Linked DNA regions of Mus musculus: region 1 is linked to region 2. The links are chromatin contacts, called in public Hi-C maps. All regions are on one chromosome and are shown on one strand. The core of a region is the stretch at or near the end of the contact, and the rest is flanking DNA. Distances in the headings are between cores, read along the strand shown. Region 1 overlaps Hlcs (holocarboxylase synthetase (biotin- [propriony-Coenzyme A-carboxylase (ATP-hydrolysing)] ligase)). Region 2 overlaps Sim2 (single-minded family bHLH transcription factor 2).

The links. A called contact is a pair of places that touch in the nucleus more often than the background predicts.
Region 1: a contact with region 2 is called in a Hi-C map of cerebral cortex, with 4 times the contacts expected there. The contact joins two enhancer-like sites. A contact is called at or near these places in 1 of 484 Hi-C or Micro-C datasets (cerebral cortex), 4 of 115 datasets of contacts at active chromatin or transcription factors (double positive thymocytes, embryonic forebrain, embryonic stem cells and 1 more) and 4 of 9 other capture datasets (adipose tissue, embryonic stem cells, liver and 1 more).

The regions. Positions count from the first base shown.
Region 1 is chr16:94,208,506-94,211,205 of GRCm38.p6, reverse strand. All of the region lies in intron 6 of Hlcs (holocarboxylase synthetase (biotin- [propriony-Coenzyme A-carboxylase (ATP-hydrolysing)] ligase)), which reads left to right. Among named protein-coding and RNA genes, the nearest start is that of Hlcs, 80 kb to the left of the region's middle. Within about 2 kb of position 1,440, at least 50 of the 459 cell types and tissues checked have an H3K27ac peak or open chromatin away from gene starts, as enhancers often do. A contact at or near this core is called in cerebral cortex, where this site is marked.
Region 2 is chr16:94,123,927-94,126,702 of GRCm38.p6, reverse strand. It overlaps Sim2 (single-minded family bHLH transcription factor 2), which reads right to left. Exons shown (of 11, transcript NM_011377.2): 11 at 1-1,205. The coding sequence ends at 811. Among named protein-coding and RNA genes, the nearest start is that of Sim2, 40 kb to the right of the region's middle. Within about 2 kb of position 1,267, at least 49 of the 459 cell types and tissues checked have an H3K27ac peak or open chromatin away from gene starts, as enhancers often do. A contact at or near this core is called in cerebral cortex, where this site is marked.

The DNA.
Region 1 (2,700 bases), core at 191-2,690, 84 kb before region 2:
CAACCAATCTACCCTCGCCCAGACTGAAAGGTCATAAAGTCCCCAAAGCAGGACAGCGCATGTGGAGTCGGGGAGCCGTGAGCTGCGGGTCTTCCCCTCCCACAAGGAGAGCCATTGGAAGCTTCGTCGAATGGAGCTATGAAAGGGCTGAGTATTATTTTACAATAATTTTAGACTTTCATGACTGAAATTAAACACAGCAGTTTTAAAGGCATATTTTTTGCTTGAACTTTTACAAGCTCGGGCCATGTTTTTATTAAAAAATCAGACTCAGCACCTTATATGGAGTACAATACCAGATGTGAGGCATGAAGGGATTGCTGGGCCACCTGCTCACTGTGTATTAAAAACTTGTGTGGTAGCTGATGTCATACGAAGTACTTATGGTGGGGAATAATTTGGAGTTATTAGACCATATCAGAGCACTAAGGGTCACTGCTGGTGGAATGTTCAGAATTCTCTATCACATTTTACCATTTGTTTGGGAAAACCACAGTTGGGATGATGACCCCTCTGCTTAAAAATGAGGGAAGGAAAAAAAAAAGCCAACAGGAATGAAAACTGAATCAGAGATGGCAGGGAGGAGGTGGTGTCCAGGGCAGATCTCTAATGGGATGGACTTCGTGCAGGGCGAGCTGCACAATTGACTCACTGAGCTTTCATCAGAATCTCCTGTCCGCGTCCTCTCTCCCCACCTCAGTTCAGTTCTGCCCCCTTAGCCTTGCTTGGCTCACCCCGTTAGGAACAAAGTGGGCCCACCATGGTAGACCTGACATCTGCAGCCTGCCTTGTTAGTGTCTTTGAACCTGAACCTGAAGTAGGAAGTGCGACAGTTTTCACACCCTCAGTCTCCGCTGGCGATGTTCCTGAACCGTCCTCGAAGACGCAGTCCGTTCGATCCCCCCCGCCCCAGGTCCCCATTCACCCCTGCATCGGTGCCTCTTTACCCTTCTAATCTTGTAGCACCCAGCTTCTCTGAATGGAGCCACCTCTAGGTGTCCCATAGAAAAGGCCCTGGGAGGTGACCCTGAGTGACAATTCCCTTTGCTCCTCAGCTAGGGTCTCCTTTTGCTTCTAGGACAAATCGAAGGAGGATCTGGACAATCTGTGGCCTGACACATCCTTTAGAGAGACTCAAGTGACAGAGGAGGGTGCGGTTTAGGTAGGTACGTTGGAAGGGGTTTAGAAAATGGAGAAGTGTTGCCATAATAAAACCTGTCTTCCCACAAAGGCAAGGATGGCGAGTGATTTGCCAGTCTAACAAAATGGGACAGTCCTGATGATGTCTCTCTCTCTCTCTCTTCCTGGCAACAGTAGCATTCCTCCATGGCTATAATTATCTAAAGGCCCTTTTGTCTAATTCAGAAATAGATCTCCAGGCTGGAAAGATGACTCAGCAGGCACACACAGTTAGCAGGCACACACAGTCAGCAGGCACACACACACACACACACAGAGTCAACAGGCACACATAGCACGCACACACACCCAGATACCACGACATGCACACACACAGACCAGTAACAGATTCTCAGAGTTTTAAAAAATATATATAAAAATATGATTTCCAGTGTCTTTCAAGTTTTGGTTAACATTTTAATCAAAATTGGAAACATTTATATGCTTTAAGCAGTTATTTGCTATTAATGATTAGAACCAAATCGAGGCTCGGTTAAAAATTGACAGAATGGAGATAAGATCATTTAAAGCACTTTTTAAAATAAGTATTTGTAATATGGGCAATTGGAAAGCAGGGCTTAAGATCATCAAGCAGAGTTAGGGTGTGATTCTGGGGCGAACAGAAGAGTGGGCCCTGGCAGGCTTCAGGGGTTTGCTTGTGTATTTTGAAGGTAGATAACAGAGTAGTGAATTCTCTCTACTGGGTTTTTAGTCCTCCAGTACACTTCAGCATCATGTGATGGTTTTATTTTACAATGTCATGACAGACCTTAAGCCAGAAATACCATCCTTTACAATTCCCCACAGGCTGGAAACTTTCTATATGCCAACTTAAACCTATACAGAGTTTCCATGTTTTTTAAATTTTATTCATTTTTATTTTATTTACATTGGTGTTTTGCCTGCCTGTGTGAGAGAGCCACAGACAGTTGTGAGCTGCCACGTGGGTGCTGGGGATTCTTAAGCCCTGAGCCATCTGTCCAGCCGCCTTTCTCGGTTGTTACAGTTCTTTCAGGGCTGTGAAGCCGAGGCTTGGCGTGTGCTTCAGGGCACACAGGAACTTGGGGCATGCGGTGGTGTGGCGCTGACGCTGGTCCTCAGCAACAAACACTGTTCAAGAAGAAACTGTACGAACAGTTGGGGCTGTGGCTCAGGAGGCAGAGTACTTGCCTAATGCGTCAGGCCCTGGGTTCTAGCCCTGGCATTACATAAAATACATGTGGTAGCACCCAGGATTCGAGAAGCATTCCTGTAGTGAAACCCCGTTTCTCCACCAACACAAGGTTGACGAGTGATTTGATTTGACAATCTGGGCGATGCTGTGACATGAGTGCCTTAAGTCCAAAGCTTCTTGGAGAGGCGACCTTCCAGCTTTGAGTGAACCGTGGCCTTGCCCATGGTCTTCATATCACTTCATATCTGCAGACACTGTTCCATACTTGATCTCCCCAGCCCACTGTTCCCCATGTCAGCCACTCCCACTGGGTGGCCCTTTCTGCCCTGGAAGCCTTGGTCTGTGAG
Region 2 (2,776 bases), core at 18-2,517:
TGGCTATATATATCGTTTTTGCATTTAATGCCTACTTCATATTTTGAAGGTGCAACTTGTGTCAACCAGAGTTCCTAAGGGCTCGGTTATGAGCGAGCTTGTTAGTGTGCTTCGGAAGCACACCCGTGTGCATGCACACAATAGGCTTGCACGTCTGCCTCCTTAGCCTCTCCTTGTTGGCTTTTGTATTTTTAAAAGGATTAAATTTAAAAATGAGATGCATGAGTTCAAAGACAGCAGAAACTGTTGTCTGCACGTGGGACTTACAAGGATAACATTCTGCGTTTACAAGTGTCCAAAAGGACTCTGAAGGGACTTTCCACCCTGTCTGTACCCCTCGGGAACAGAGGACCACAGAGGGGGGCTCGGGGGGGGGGGGAGTGAGGGTCTTAAAGTGGCATCTGTCTGCCAAGCTGTATGCAATGTCTTGAATTCCCATTATTGGACCTCGGCTTGATTGGCTTCATGGTGAGGAAACCAAGATCCCTGGAGACGGTAGTTTGAGGTCACAGATTGACACCTGGATGCTCAGCCCCATGAAAACCGGCCCTTGGACAGGAATGGGCAGTCCCTTCTCCCCATTTCCCAACTGCGTCCCAACCCTCTACACCAGCATCTACGGTAAAAATCTAAAAGTCGGCTGCGGAGTTCTATTAAAATAGTTGTCTCTGTATAAATTAATTTATATCGTGCATATACAGTTCGCCCCTCCATCTGCTGGACCTTGGGGGTGAAAGAGGAACCAGAGAAGGCCTGGCCTATGGCTTCTCCCTGAGGGCCGCCCTGCCGAGCGGGACTGGCCCTGGCGGGTCACCTGCCGTTGGTGATGATGACCGAGGCGCCCAGGTAATGCGGTCGGGGCGCGCCGGGCGCAGAGGCGGCGACGGGGCCTGGGTGTCGGGGCCTCAGCGAGCCGGCCGCCTCGGGGGCTCCGGGCGCAGCGCTCCCCAGAGGCCCGCGGCGCGCCAGCACGCGGTGGTAGTTGAGCAGCACGAAGGGCAACTGCGCCGGCGCCTGCGGCTCGGGGGCGGGCGGCGCGCAGCACTCGGGGGGCGCTCGGGCCAGCGCCAGCCGGGCTGCGTCCCGGGACGCCTGGCGAGGCGCCTTGGCAGGGCCCAGCGCCGGCTCCTCGCGGTAGTGGCCGCAGCTCGGGAAGCTTGGGGGCGCGGGGTCCTCGCAGAACCTGCGCGCGGCTGCGGAGGGCGCTGCGGGGACAAGAGACAAAAGAGAGGATTGTAGGGGAGGAAGCCGCCCACTCAGAAACGTGTCCATCCTCTGCTCTGCACTGAGCCACACGCACCCTCAACCCTGCCCAGCCACAGACGCCGGTGGCCTTGCACAGAGACGCTCGTGCCAGGTTCACAGAAAGCCACAGGGTCCTCCTCGGTCCTGCATTGAGCTACACGCGCCCTCACTCTTGCAGTGCGACGAGGTCCTGCTCCATCACGCACAGAGTCATGGGATCCTCCATCACACACTACCACACGCGCCCTCCATCGTTAGTCCTCCTCCGTTGGTCCGTGCCACCCCTTGTGCATTCCAGGCCAGCGCACATTGTTGGAAACATGCTGGGAGCTTTAGAGGAACAGGTGGGATTCATTCTGAGTAACACGCTTAACGCAACAGATCCAAATACTCCAGTGTGTCATCAATATTAAAAGATGCTTTAAGCCGCGCGGAGCTAGTGGACAGCCGCAGAATCGAAGCCAAGCAACTCTTCTTTACAGCACCAAGTCTACCCATTTTACTAATCTCTCAATACGGTGGGGGTGGGGTTGGGTGGCAACCACCCTGTGCTGTTTAGTAGGCCCATAATTAAAAGTATTAACTGTGCCCATTCAAGTAACTCCCCCGAGCTTTCCCATGAAGCCGTTGTTTTCATTTAATACCAAAGACTAGTAAGTTGCTCACAAATTGCCTCAAATTAGCACCTTCAGTCCTTCCCTGAGGCCCGTCTTATCAAATGTGACAAGCAGGCGGCTGCCAACCATTTTTGCTTTAAAATAGTAATAAAAGCCGGATTCTGTGTGTTATATCATTGGCCAGTCCTCAGATACAGAGAAATAAGTCTGGCTCACACGGATGTTTGCAGGGTCTTTCCCCTTTTCTTTCTTGACTGTGAAGGACCCTTGCACAGATGAGATGGGGATCCAACCATCTCAAGGGTGGGATCATAGCTGTGGGGCCAGGCTGGCGCCAAGGCAGGGCGGGCCCCAGTGACTGGTGGGTCTCCTCTAAATTGTCTGCTTTTGAAAACAATGTTCTCCTTGTGTCCACAAAGGCCCGATTTCTCCCATAATTGTCCCTCTGCTCAGATTTGCCCACAAACTGTAGACTGATCACAATATGGAGTCATAGCCTCAGAGTTTGCACAGAAAGCAAAGCCAGAGAGGCAAAGCGAGGGAAAGAGAGGAGAGAAGGAGAGATGATTGTGTTACATGGGAGTGTGGGGGCATGTACTGAGACATGATTGTATGCGGGGGCACACACTTCAGGGAGCTACTTTATAAAGGCTAGTGACACTTTTTCCTAAGCCATAGCATCCAAGTGTGACATTTACTCCCATATTAGCAGTTCCTGCAGAACTAGCAGGCACCTAGAGTATGTCAAGTAGGCTCCCTACATCGGCTGTGGTCCCATTTCACAGAGAGAAAAGCAGAGGCTTGAGGGTGCTAATTGTTCTCTGTTCATGGCTTCTGTCCCCAAGGCCGGGCATTTCTTCATTTGTTTTCTGTAGTTTGAGAACCGGTCTGGGAAGAGAACTAACATCTGCCAT